2 separate regions of the Zea mays genome follow, and region 1 is linked to region 2. Evidence: chromatin contacts called from public Hi-C data. All regions are on one chromosome and are shown on one strand. The core of a region is the stretch at or near the end of the contact, and the rest is flanking DNA. Distances in the headings are between cores, read along the strand shown. Region 1 holds the start of LOC103628667 (protein indeterminate-domain 12). Region 2 holds the start of LOC100278075.

The links. Hi-C and Micro-C count contacts between places; a contact is called where the count stands out from the background.
Region 1: a contact with region 2 is called in a Hi-C map of ear, with 2.4 times the contacts expected there. The contact joins the promoter of LOC103628667 here to the promoter of LOC100278075 in region 2. A contact is called at or near these places in 2 of 25 Hi-C or Micro-C datasets (ear and tassel).

What each region holds. Positions count from the first base shown.
Region 1 is chr5:170,107,310-170,114,637 of Zm-B73-REFERENCE-NAM-5.0, reverse strand. It overlaps LOC103628667 (protein indeterminate-domain 12), which reads right to left and starts at 1,412. Exons shown (of 3, transcript XM_008648832.3): 1 at 1,214-1,412; 2 at 184-580. The coding sequence starts at 1,370.
Region 2 is chr5:169,862,487-169,869,750 of Zm-B73-REFERENCE-NAM-5.0, reverse strand. LOC100278075 reads left to right here and starts at 5,182. Exons shown (of 1, transcript NM_001151471.2): 1 at 5,182-6,034. The coding sequence starts at 5,472. The coding sequence ends at 5,765.

The DNA of each region.
Region 1 (7,328 bases), core at 163-2,662, 250 kb before region 2:
TCAAAAGCTGATAGATGTGGGAGATGTAAACACTCGTATATAATATTCCCAGCAATGCTAAAGGACGTCAAGGCATGAATTCAACATTCCAGTGGCATTGCATTGCTTCAGTTGCTGAGAGAGACACAGGTTGACATCTACAGGAACTGACTGGATTAGTGTGAACAATGAACATGGACATACCTTGAGAATATTGTTCCACAGTCGCATCGGTACTCCTTGGTGCCACATATCTTCGTGTGAGCCTTCCAGTCCGACTGGACAGCATACTTCTTGGAGCACCTGTCGCACTTCCACTTCTTCTCCCCGTGTTTCCTGGAGTAGTGCTTCTTTATGCCCGTGAGGTCGCCCAGGGCTCGGCTCGCGTCGTGATGAGGGCAGGTGGCCTCAGGGCAGACATACACCTTCTTCTTGGCTTCGGTGCTGCTCCTCTGCTTCAGCTTCCATGGTAGGTTGTGGCCTCTCCTGTGGAGCTGCAGGTTCTGGTCCCTCTGGAAGCCCTTGTGACAGACCTCGCATATGTACCTGTTTGTTGCCAGGAGTGTCTTGGGTGACAAAGCCACTACTTCCACATCAGGATCTGCCCAAGGTATATATGTCATGAACCAACGTTAGGTTTTCACATGCTGAATATTCCACACTTAACACCTCCATCTGTAATCTGGTCGTATGTTTTTGTTGATAACCTATATATGTCCTATATATAGAACAACCTATAGTTATCTTTGCTACTTAATAGGATGTCCATGAACCAGTGCTGTAATAAAGTGCAACATTAGATCTGTTATGATTATTATCTATCTATTCAGAAATCTTTAGTGCCCTCTACGGCGTACGTATCTCAGTCTTGGAGGGAATGAGTCTGTCTCTGAACAAAGTAAAAGTGTGCATTGTGGAGATAGGCATACAGCCGATACATAGAGTCTCTATCTCTACTACTGAGATTGAGAAATTTGTAGTACGTACCGTCGTCGCTTCATCTTTCTTTGGTTTCTGACAAGTTTATTTGTAACCAAGAACAAAGACCATTATTAATTGTTTTAAACACTGCGATGGCTTAATTACATTGCACTTGCACGTGTGCATGTTCATGTAGTATAATCATGGCATCTTGATTGATTGGGAAAAGAGAATAATCCTTCATGGACCGGCCTATTGTCTACGGAAACCAATTAAGTGTGCTAGCTAGTTGAAGCAACGACGTCGTACGTACCTAGAGTTCCTGGGTGGCCGCGTCTCTTTTTCACCACAGGCATGGCTGCTGCCGCTGCGTCAGCCTTGCTCGACCCAGCAGCATGGCAGGCTTCTAGCTTGGCCTGCTGCTGCTGGAAGCTGCTGAGGGATTCTTCTTCCGACGTGTGTGACGACATCGCGCGCGTACTGCTGCTGGCCTCTGTGGTCCAGTCCAGATGATACCGGCCGGGTGCAGAGGGTGCCAACAGGGGAGAAAGGGGGATGGTGATTTATGCGCAACGGAACGAAGAGGGGGGGTCGCAATTAGACAAGAGGAAAACGGCTGATTAGCTAGCTTTCGGTCGGCATCAGAGAGGACTGCAACGCTAGCTAGCGCTGTATAGCAGAGGAGCATTTTTTTTATCCCATATATATATTGGAATACACGAATCTGATTACCTCATCTCAGCACGAATGTTCCGTTTATTGTTTCTGGAGAGTTTGTCAGTACGCTCAGGTTAATAATTAAGCGAAGCTCCACGTACGGGGGGGGGGGGGGGGGGGGGGGGGGGTGAGAAGAGAAAAGAATCGGTCTTTGAGAGCTACTGTGTGTGCGTGCCCCTTTCGTCACACTCCCGTTACTGTTACGCCTCCTTGCTCTTTCGATAGCTTGAAAGAGAGACCAGACCACCCAGAGTGGTACCAGCTTGTGACACTGTGAATCTGCAAATCTGCAGGCGGTAATTTCTGCACTGCAGCTGATCGATCTTTTAATTTACACTAGAGAGTAGCAGAAAATATGCATGCATATGCTTTGCAATCATCGACGGTGGGGGAGCTGTAATGCGTGTCATGTTTCACCCTGGGGATTGAATTAAACTAGCATGTCAGCGTCAAGACGGATCGTCCGGGTGGTAAGGCTGATAACGTTGTTTTAATTCGTTCTCGACATGATGTCGCCATCAGACAGACGCGGGAAGAATAAAACTGAGACGGTTTCGTCGGTACAAGGAGGCCGGGATTTGGAATGCCTGCCAAGGGCGAGATCCGGGAGAAGAGACAAACGTAGGCCGCGGGTTTTCTTTTCCTTTTTCTTTTTCATTTGGGGGAGGGGGGATCCGGCCTTGCCGTGGTATCATATCGATCAGCTGCCTCCTCTCCTCTCCTCTCCTCTGTCTTAATTCGGTGCAACTGTGAGATATGCCCATGGTGTTTTAGTATTTGGAGCTGCATGGAGCTGGCCTGGACCGGAGGTTTGAAGAGTTCTACGTCATGTCTTCCAATGCACAAGCTGTGTTACCACAAGAGGTTAAAGCGTATGTCAAATGGACCGTTTGGCATCTATCTAGCTAGCTGTCGCGGTGAATTAGTAGCACTATAGCATGCTTCCTTCCTTCCTTCAACCTTGATATGATCAATCTGTTGTAGTATAGTATGCATGTTTCTCTCTCTGTTAACCTTGGCCATTATTCAGATGTTAAGTACGTACCTTGTCAGGGTTTTATGATCCGGCGGTGAATTAAAATCCCAGAACTAGTATGAACAGCCCTTCTGTGCTGTGCTGATCACTGTGTGTCATTGACTGATATAGTCTGACATCCGTTGGAATTGGAACTGTGCGTAACAGACCATTAAGCGTTCTTCTTCCGAGGAGCCCTAGCTAGCCAGCAATGCCTATAGGTGGTGTCTAGTGCATGATAGGGAAGGGAGGGCCCTGATTCGTCTTCGTTCGTTCGGTGGCACCGAACAGCACAGTACAAACAAAGCGCCAAAGCCGTTATCCGGACTGCCCTATGCTGGCGTCCTGCCGGTTGTTCAGCAGCTTGTTGGATTTACAGTTTCAGCTCCGGCATGCATGCTTCTGAATGTTAACAGACAAGGGAAACGACAAGAGAAGAGGCATATTTACAGTTTCAGCGACACCACAGCTGAAAATGACTCTCTCTCTACCTGTTGTATCTACAGTTTACAATGAAGCTGAAAATGACTCTCTCTCTCTCTCTACCTGTTGTATCTACAGTTTATAGTGAAGCGATGATGCTTGTGTGTGCAGTGAATTTTGCCATTTTTTTCTCAATGCACTGCAGGAATCGAGCGCTTTGCCGAGTGTTTGAAGTACTCGACAAAGCCTGAAAAACACTCGGCAAAGAGATCTCAGTGAGCAGTACATCGGCAACGGCTTCTTTGTCGAGTACTTTTATCGGTCACTCGATACTCGGCAAAGAAAAGCGGACGTCACGGCGCCTTTGCCGAGTGTCACCTATTACACTCGGCAAAGAGATTACCTCTTTGCCGAGTGTCTACCGGCCTGCACTCGGCAAAGGGTCTACCATGTTTCGAGTGACTTGCAGTTCAAATCTGAATTTTCTGGAGAAATTCGATTAAACGAACTAAATCTAATAATTATATAAAACACTTTTATAATTGTGCCAAAATGGTACATGTAAGTCTACATAGTGTATGAACATACCATAAAAAGTTTGGTTGGAAAAAATAAAAAAAATAAAAAATATAATTTACTGAGTGTCCATGAATGACACTCGGCAAAGCATACTGTGCCGAGTGCGAGACGAAAAACACTCGGCAAAGAAGCTTCTTTGCCGAGTGCCAAAGCTTGGCGCTCAGCAAAGATAACGGTCGTCAGTTATGAACGGCTGTTGACGGCCCTTTACCGAGAGCGCCGTCATTCGCCGAGTGTTCGGCACTCGGCAAAGACTTATTTGACGAGTGTATTTCTGTGCCGAGAGTCCTGCTCTCGGTAAACTCGATCGTTACCGAGAGCAGGACTTTGCCGAGTGCGGCACTCGACAAAGACGTCTTCGCTGAGTGCCCGATAGAAAGCACTCGGCAAAGCGCCGAGCACTCGGCAAAAAGACGAATTCCGGTACGTAGTGATGATCATGTTGTGACTTCTGAGTACTGAACGTCCGAACGGCAGCGGCTGGTGCACCATCGTTGCATTTCGCAGATGAAATGCATCTCGGCAATTCGCAACAAGGACAACTAGTCTACCCCATGCAAATGCATGTGCACAACAGATTAATGAACAGTCGTCGCTCTACAATTGCTAGCAGGCACGCCATTTGGAAGTAGGACAAAGGAACGCCGGAACACGGGCGGGATCCCACGGACGCTGCATATGTATTTGTTACCTCTTAGGGCTCGGCTTCTCACTTTGTACTCCCTCCGTTTCTTTTTATTTGTCGTTGGATAGTGTAATTTTACACTATCCAGCGACAAATAAAAAAAACGGAGGGAGTATTCATTTACATACCAGGGTTAACCGTTTCAGAAAGGAAAAAAATTCGTCACCCACCAAAATTGAGGAAATTTCGGAAATTTCAAGCCAAATTCGAATGAATTCAATTTTTTTAAAAAAATTGCCAGAATTTCCGTGTAACTTATCTCTAATACATCTGACATCGCAGTTGCACATATATAAGATAGAAATGTGACTAAGTATCACAATTTACAACATCCATGGCACATTGGCATCAAACCACAAACCACCCACTGTCCAAATATGATAAGTGCATATAGCATAGTTTATCAAAATAATAGAAGTCCAAAATAGTACATTTTCAAGCACATGTCATCAACAAAAGCACTTGAAAATCAATTCATGCTTTCCAAATAAGAATCCCCAACAAAAGTGATCATGTTGTCCAAAAGTGTGCCATGTTCCGGTGGCCATTTCTCTTCCACATCCTACATAATAAATACAAGAATTTTAGTAAGATTAGAACCACTAGCAATCAAGGATGTTGCACAGCCTTAAACTGTTAGGTAAATGCATCCATACACTCACGCACAAACATTTCGTATATATGGAGTGTTTTTACTACCATAGCACAAGCTGGACAAATGGACACCAAAGTTCATGAGCTTAGCTTTTATAGATCTTAAACACTCTTGTGTGTTGGCTTTCATTTTCTAGTTGATCTTGGACGAATATGGGTCGATTGTGGAAGACTGGGCGCTGCCGTAGCAGGAGCAGACGCACTGGCACCAAGGGCGCCCCTCTCTACTACCACTACCTTCGCATACAATAAAACATTGTAAATAAACTTGCATGCTAACAAATAATTATAACAGTTGGTAGTTGGTACTAATTGAAATCACTATGACCTTCAGTACAATTTGATTTGTTCTTGCCGACATCACCATCTGATTTATCTTCCAACCAATCAACCCCGCCTAAATTGTTTCCTAACACATGACCACCACATATGAAATAGATCAGGTTTCAAACAAAATATTAGCATGGAGATAAAATGGATCACAATAAGATCTTACAATTACCTTCATCATCAGAACAAATATCCCATGACTCATCATACAATGGACTACTATGTGGAGAATCTGACTGACTCACAGTCATCTTCAAACTCTTCTTCCTCATCTAATTAACTCATTGGTTCCTTCCCTCTGCTATTTTTACCAAAACCAAGATTCCTTTTGAATGCAGCCACATCTGATTTACTCATTTGCAGTTCTTCAATGAGAAAACTGTCAGGCGCATCCCAATCATCGTTGTCGTCAACATATTCATCAAGAATTGGTGTAGACTCAGATCTAGAGTTGCTGAACCACTCTAAGATATTGAACAACACAACTTTCTTCAACATCTTTAACAACAACTTCCTTAATGCAATCATAAATAAATTATGCATTTTGTATTAGACCAGTTGCATCCACAGTTTTATGAAAGAACATGCGATCATTGCAATAAATCATAAAATTAATAATGCACATCATGGTTGGCTCTGTCCATGAATCACACATAATAGTGACCCCAAAGCGACCCCAATCTTTCTTGTATTGGTCCATGCAAGTCTGTAGGTCCTCATAGTTCATATTTAGTAATGGCTGATCTATATCTCTTCCCCTTGGAACAACCACTCCTTCCCAAAGCTGCTGAGATAGTTTTATTGCTGCTACAAAATATGGGCAGTCTACTTTCCTTCCAGGAACATCATTGACATGGAACCATTTCGCCCAAGTTTTACCAAGGAACTTAGCTAAGTCAAGTCCAAAAGGAGCAAAAGAAGTTTAGCTGAAACAACTAGACTTGCACCAGCCTGCAGGTGCACCGGACATTGTCCGGTGCCTAGGCTGGCGCGTCGACGAACTCGCTGCTCTCGGGAATTGTTAGGGATGCTGCAGCTAAAATTCACCGGATTGTCCGATGTGCACCAAACTGTCCGGTGATCCAGCAGCGCCCGCTCCAACGATGGGCAGCGAAATCAGCGCGCAATCAACAGGCAACGCGTGGCCAGAGCCAACGGTCACCAGGCCACACCGAACTATCCGATGTGCCAAGGGACCTCGGCTGCAACGGTCGGCTTCGCCAAATAAGGAAGGAGATCACACACTGTTCATCTTGTGAAGAGCAATTAAGTGAAGAAGGTGTCTCCCTCTCTAGTCATAACATCTTGGTTTTGACTTCACTAACATTTCATAAACCAAATTTGTGGTGTTTAGTATTGATTTTTACAGGATCACCTATTCACCCCCTCTAGGTGCTCTTAGTCAGAGAATATGATCAAGTACACAACTTGTCTTTTACTTACGATAACCTTATTGTCTAGATGCTTCCCCAAAAGTTGGTCTTCAAGTTCCTCATGGCCTCGCTTTTATTCGTAGCAATACAGACAAATAAAAAAATAATGGATATGATAACACTACACCAAAATATGAGAACAAACTGCGTAAGAAAATTCTACGCGTCGCTACGAGATCGTAGGTTCGAGAATCACTAAAAATAGAGTTAAGATGGAGAAGATATGAATTTTCTAATGCTTATGAAGTATTTTAGGCTAAATATTATTTTTAGATTCAATTTTATTAATAAATGAATAATTAATGGACTGCGACTACTAATCTCTGGAAATTCACGCTCTAATCTGCAAGAAAAAGGACCCCAATGTATGAATCTTATAATACTCATGGACTGCGGGTTAATTATTAAGTAATTTAGGGGCTCTTAGGAAAGAGTCGCACTGGAAAGGGTTACGTTTCGATCTACTCCATTCGATCTCGAACCCATGGCCCAGATTAGACCAAACATCCCAGTGAACCGGTACACGCCCGAGGTCACAAGATCTGAAACAAACGACCCCGATTTATTATGGTTATATCACATCTCACCCACT
Region 2 (7,264 bases), core at 3,933-6,432:
CATGGTGGCCCAGAATACGATCCGAGGACCGAGGAGATCGACCCCGATGTGTTCATGAGGGTCGGAGGAGGCAAGAGACATGGGCGGTACTGGATTGATGACGGGGCAATCAACTCATCGTCCACTCCCACTCTGTCTCAGGTGCGAGCAAGGAGCACAGGCTCGAGTCCAGCCATACGACCTCGGCACGACAACTCACAGCATCACATACAGCAACTCGAGGTTAGTGCTTCTGTAACTAGTCATTACTTGAGTTATATACCTTCTCTTTGAGTTACTATAACATTGGCTTGTAATATTACAGACCCAGCTAGAAGAAGAGAGGAGGGAACGTTACGAGATGGAGGCGAGGATGATAGCAGAGCGGGAGGCGGAGCGGGCAGCTCGCCTGGCAGATCAACAGAGGATGGCGAAGATGTTCCAATACATGTAGAGCCTTGGCGCCGCATAGGGTTTCGCTCCGCCACCTCCATTGTTCCCTACAATTGACCTTGCTCTATTCCATACTCCTGTGAGTATCAAAATTGTAGTTAGATGTTGGTAATGCATCTGGTATAACACATGTAATCTCTTCTCTGTGCAGGGCCAATCTGGGGCGGCATCCAACAACCCTCATGAAGCGCCCAGCCCATCGCAGCACCATTCCAACCGCCCACCTCGATGAGAGTTATGTTTTTAGTGTTCAGACTTCAGAACTTATGTTGAATACTTATGTCAGAGCTTGAGACTTATGTGTTGACACTTCTAAACTTGTGTTGATACTTATGTTTGTGTTGGATATTTATGTCTGTGATGATATCTGTGATGTATATATGTGATGATATCTGTGATGTATCTTTTGTTTGTTTGGATGGAATAGGAAAAACAAATAAAAAATGTGTGTGTTGGTCACTTTGCCGAGTGTAACACTCGGCAAAGTGGGGCTTTGCCGAGTGTCAGGACCATAGCACTCGGCAAAGAACCAAGACCTGGGCATCGATATAGGTTCTTTGCCGAGTGTAGTGGCCCTGACACTCGGCATAGAGGCATGCTTTACCGAGTGCCATATAATGCACTCGGAAAATAACCTGACAAGGGGACCCGCTGACGGATTCTTTGCCAAGTGCTGGTAGGTAGACACTCGACAAAGAGTAACTTCTGTGCCGAGTATACTAGGAGAGACTCGGCAAAGACACCGTCTCCATCACCGCGGCGCCGTGACGGTGGCTTTTCTTTGCCGAGTACTATCTGGCACTCGGCAAAGTCTGTGCCGAGTGCCCAAGAAAAAGTACTCGGCAAAGAAGCCTTTGCTGATGTACTGTTCGCCGAGCCCTCTTAGCCGAGTGCGACACTCGGCAAAGACGTTGCCGAGTGTATTTCAGGCTTTGACGAGTGCTTCAGGCACTCAGCAAAGCGACCGATTCCGGTAGTGCCTAACCGGACGAGCGGAGGTGGTGGCTGTTCACTCGGGCGTGCGAGCAGCGACGATCCCGGGGGCTAGCGGTTGTGACACGCCGAGGCGGACGACCGGCTGCGACGCTCCTATGGCGGGCGCGCAAGCACTGACGGCGCTCCCGAACCGGACGAGCGCGCGGTGGCGCACCCTTGGCCCGGTGGTGACGGTGGTTGCGCGAGGCGCGGTAGGCTTCGACAGCAGTGACGACAAATTTTGGAGGAGCGCACACGGCGGCAAATCCCGGAGGCGCGTGCCGCGGAGTGGCGCCCGCTGGCGTCCCCCCTCCTGCGACGAAGTCGGCCTTCCCTAGGCGCGAGCGACGACGACGAACTTCCTTAGGCGGCGAGCGGTGGCGGATCGACGACCCTATTTTTATGCTATTTTGTATATATATTTATGCCAACATCAATAGGTTTTTATGATATTTCTATTCACATTGTATGTAAACGTTTATTGATTTTTATGTAGTGTCCCGCAATGCATAAATACCTTGGACATGTAGTATAATTAGTATCATTATATATCATAAACTAGTTCTAACGAGTTAAACTGCATGGCTGTTGGAGAAATCCTATATTTATGGACGAAATAAAACATTGAAAATCAGATTTTTGTTTCCATGTATGTCAATCCATTTCCTTTCAACCCACATTCTTGTCATCCTAAATTTGTGCGCATACAATAGTAAACATATTTTGTACACAATGTACTGTATTGCATAAACACTTTTGACGTGTAGAATAATTAGTCTCACTGTATATCTTAAACTGATTCTAACGAGCCTAGATGCATGGCTGCTGCAGAGATCCTATATTTATGCAGAAAATTAAACATTTAAAGCAGATTTTTTGTTTCCATGCATGTCAATCTATTTCATTTCAACGCACATTCTTGTCATCTTAAATTTGTGCGCATGCATTAGGAAACAGATTTTTTTGTGTTGTACTGCAGTGCATAAATATCTATATCGTGTAGTATAATTAGTGTCAGTATATATCATAAACCGGTTCTAACGATCATACATGCATGTCTGTTGTCAAAATCCTACTTTTATGAACGAAAAAAACATTTAAATCAGTTTTTTTGTTTCGATTTATGCCAATCTATTTCCTTTCAACCCACGTTCTTATCATCCTAAATTTGTGCGCATGTAGCAGGAAACAAATTTTTTACGCGGTGTACCACACTGCATGAATATCTACACAGTGTAGCACAATTAGTACATAAACTGATTCCAACGAGTCTAACTGCATTGCTGTTGTGAGATCCTATTTTTATGTAGAAAATAAAGCATTAAAATCAGATTTTTTGTTTTCATGCATGTCAATCCATTTTCCTCTCAACACACATTTTTGTCATCCTAAATTTGTGCACATGCAACAGTAAACTGATTTTTTATGCAGCGTACCGTATTACATAAATAACTACACTGTGTAGCATAGTTAGTAGCAATATATTTCATAAAATGTTTTAACGAGTCTAGCTGCATGGTTGATATTGAGATCTTATATTTATGAAAGGAATAAAGCATTCAAATCAGATTTTTTTTATTTTCATACATGCCACAGTTAACGGATAGAATTTCTAATTTCTCGCGTATGCAAAGGAAACAATACAAGCCCGCTTGGCCGCTTGTATCAAGTCTCCTTTTATTCCCTGAGAAAGAGCAGTAAACACTATCCATTTTGTTATCACTTGTGAAATCAAGTAGGAGACCGATGATGATAATCAACAAAGCACTATCAAGGTCGGAAAAAAATTTGCGGCCCCTCACAAAAAGGAGGATAGACCATACCTGCAGGTCCACCAGGTAATATTTTAGTTGTGTTATTGCTGTTGTGAGTGAGGTCTATCCTCCTTTTTGTGAGAAGCTCTGGTTTGCAGCCGGTCTGCACCAATTTTTTTCGCAAAGGTCACCCTCATCAGCTCTATCTTCCAGACCGCGGCCTGTCCTTTAGCTACATAAACTATCATATCCCGGGTGAAAAGGCCAGGTATGAGCATGAGAAAGTGGCATATAATGGTCTCCATTTCACGCAAGTTGAAGGCAATAAGAAGATGATAAGGCCATTACTTAGGACAAGCACATCTATCAACCAACCCCACCCAGTGAAAAGCTTCACCTTTTGATTCGGATAGAGCTGGGTACTGTAAGCCCGGACGCTGAGAGTGAATAGGATATGGATCTATCTGATGCCTGGAAGACGCGACATCTCCCAAATTTCAGAGTGCACCCCATTCCGCATTGGATGGTGGTGGGCGATGGATAGACCATCTGGCGGGACCCGGATCATCCATAACCATAAACAATCAGATTCCAGTTTGATCTGCTGTTTCCTTTTCGAGGATTGCAGGGACGTGCTAGCTAATGCATGGCGCTTTCCAAAAGCGTGCAACTGTTTTAGTTTCCTTTTGCGTTGCTGGCCTGCACTAGCATTGGTACGTGAATCATGCTGAGAGCCTGAGACTACTACGCACAGCCACACTACTGCAGGGAGTCGTCTCCTAGCTTCCACCCTTCTTCGGTAGGGCCAAGAATGTCCGGATCTTCTGGGGCCATATATAACTCGATGGATCATCTCCTTTTAAACATTCCAGCTGGACTTGTCTGAATCTTCAGAAAAATGTATAGTATGTATGTATAAAACTGTAAATATTGCCAAGACAACTTTGTTTTGTGCAGGCATATTTATATGAAAAGTAAGCCCTTAGATTGTGGAGATGGTATGGTACTAAAAAGAGTCATTTGTTGCATACAAAAACGTAAGAAGTTATTTCCTCCACTTTTTTTTCAGGTTGGAGAACTGTATGATAAGAAAAGTAGGGGTAAGAAGTTAGAGCTGCTTGTTTTGAACCCGATAACGAGTTAACGATATGAAGTTATGAACTGGTATGTGTTTGTGGTTGAGTTGCGTTAGCAGCTGATGCTATGTCCAGGTTTTCCTTTAATTAGTCATGTTACTCATGTATAGTTTCTCGGTCTAATTTCCGTTGTAAAACGGGCTATATATATTTTTTCCTTACGGAGCGTTTGGATCCCTTCATTTTAGAGGAATTGGAATTCACTCAATAAAGTAACTTATTTAGTTTGGAATTTAACATTCCACCACTTTCCAAAGTTCAGATATAAGCCTATCTCAAATTCATGGGGTAGAGGGTGGGAAATGATTTTATGTATTACTAGAATTGATTTCTAATCTATAACTTACATGACACTTTTCGTCTCACTCCACTATAGTAAAAATGTAGCACATAAATATCTCCGACATCTTGCTAATAATAATATACAAATATACTTTGCATAAAATTGAATTAGCTTAATTGATGTATGCCTAAATTACTATTATTAGAATGGAATTCAATTCCAATGATCCAAACGGGGCGTTAATTTCATTGCTAAGTGAATCGGGCGTGAGCTCCTAGCTCTTTTTCGAAGGTTCTTCCAAAGGAAAATACATAGCACATGTAGCAATGGATCCCAAGATCGAGATCTTTTGACACTCATCTCAATATCTCATAACTATTTCAGAAACTGTCGCTGTCAGTCATCGACAGGTGTCCACTGATTGTACCTCAGAGGATCCCCACTACGCATAAAATTAAAGGCGATCGACTCACTGAAACCTATCTCCCTAGTAGGTTAGGCATAACAAAGTGTTAGCGCCTTAATGGCCACCCACAAAAAGGATCAAAAGCATGAGAATCCAGTGGTCGTCTGGCTCAAAGATAAGTGGGTGCAGATATGCGAGAATCCACGACGCAACCAAAGAATCCTCCCTTCACCAATTAACAATCCCTGCAGCCCAATCGCTCGCACAGACTTGCGTGATTCAGTTGACGAGAAGATGCCTATAAAAGAAAGGAAGATTGGCCAAGCTAAGGCCTGACCAGTGTTCCCGGCCCACTCACACCGAACTCGTGAAGCACAGTTTCCATCGTATGATGTCGAGGAAGAGGAAAAAGAGGGGCAAAGAAGAAGAAGGTGCTGTGAGCGAAGCACTGGTCGTCGCACCGCCATCATCGGCGGTGTGAGTGCATGCAGCGAGGAAGCATGCTTGCCATGCCGTCCGCCCGGAGCTTCGGCGCCGCGGGCTGGTGGCGTGTGAGCAGGGATGCTTCGGCGGTGCACAAGAAAGAAGGCAAGTCTTATCGGCAAGGGAAGGCTAAGCCTTTCTTCCAGGTCTCCCTCTCTCCATCTAAATCATTCTATGTGTTTGGAGGAGGGGGCAATCGATCGTTACTTACTGGTCTCCTGATCCTTAGCGGTCATGTCTCTGTGTGTGTGTGTGACTGTGTGCTCCATCTCCGTGTTGATTTACAGCTAGAATAATGACCAGTTCAGAGTGAATGTGTGAGCGTGTGTGTTCAAGTGTCAGTGAGTGAACCTGGCGTTGTATTTTGACCGTGTGAGTCCGTGTCGTATTTTCAGTTGTCTGGTGTGTTGTGTGTGTGAGTATCTCTGAATAAGAATGTAATGCTATATGTGTGCCGTGTTAATTAACTTGATCGAGCTGATCTTTAATTTGTTCTCGATATATACGCGTTTGTGCATATATTCATGTCGTATCCGATAATGTAATTTGGATACAAGTATACCTCGATCGAGTAAGGATTTTATTAATTCTCCGCTGTTAGACCGAGATGACGATTGACGACACAGTAAAAATGAATTCTCTTTTAACTTCTGCCTGAGCACAAAGTCTAAAAGGAAAAGACCCACACGCTCAATAGCTAGCCATCAATTTTAGGAGTAGAACGTTATCTATGTGTAAAATGTTGTAGCTAGGTGCTTTCACTACCAAACCCGGCCCGTGCATAAAGACTTGGAGGATATTAAAGCATGTTCGAAAACAATGAATTATCCCAAAAACCATCTCTGACGGCAATATATAATAAAGGAATAAAAGGCGAACGGTGGCGATCCTGAATCTCCCCGTCTTTCTTCCATCCAAAATTCCTTTTACCAATCGGTGCATTGCTCTATGCAACATGCTTTCGTCTCCATTTCACAATGTCCACTAGTAGAATTAAGCCTATGGGGCAGTATATTTTTACAAGATGATTTGGTTATCAGTGGCGGTTACTTAAGAAAACCGCCACTAAAAATCTAACCCGCTCTAGCAAAAGGATCCATGATTTGGAAGAATCATATGAAAAACAGTTACAAGGGAAAGGATAAGACAAAAAACCGGAAAAGAAAACAAAGCGGGTTCTTGATTGACGAAGGGCCCTCACTTGGACTAGACGCCCTGAAATCCTCGGACACTCTGTCCTTCGCCAAGCCACCACAGATGTTCCCCATCCCAGGTTCTCTCTGGGTTCTCTCTCTACGGGAGGAGGAAGCTAGGAAGAGCCCAAAACAAAGCATAGGAGAGGGACCATATATGGAGGGAGGAGAGATTGAGTCTCGAGCGGAGGAGGGGGTGGGGGAGGAGGAGGCAGGGACTGACGCTGGCCGTGACGCCGGCGTGCGGCGGAGGCGAAGAGGGGCGCGCCCAGGACGGGAGTTGGAGAAGAGGCCGAGGGCGGGGGCGGGGGCGAGGGGCGGGGGCGGGAGCGGTTGGAAGAGCGCGGGGTGGCGGCACCGAGGACGAGGAGCAGGGTACTGGGCCACGGTGAGGTGGTGATGGGGATGAAGTCAAGGCGGACGGAGAGTGTGGGGCCAACAATGAGTGGGACGTAGTCGAGCGCCTCGAGGACGTGGTGACAGGGACGAGGACGATGATGTGCGAGGGTTGCCACGTGGGTGGGGGGTGGCGGTGAGGGGCACAAATCGTGGGCACATGCGGAGTCAGCTCGCGGAGGCGGGGCACTGTGGACACCTTATTT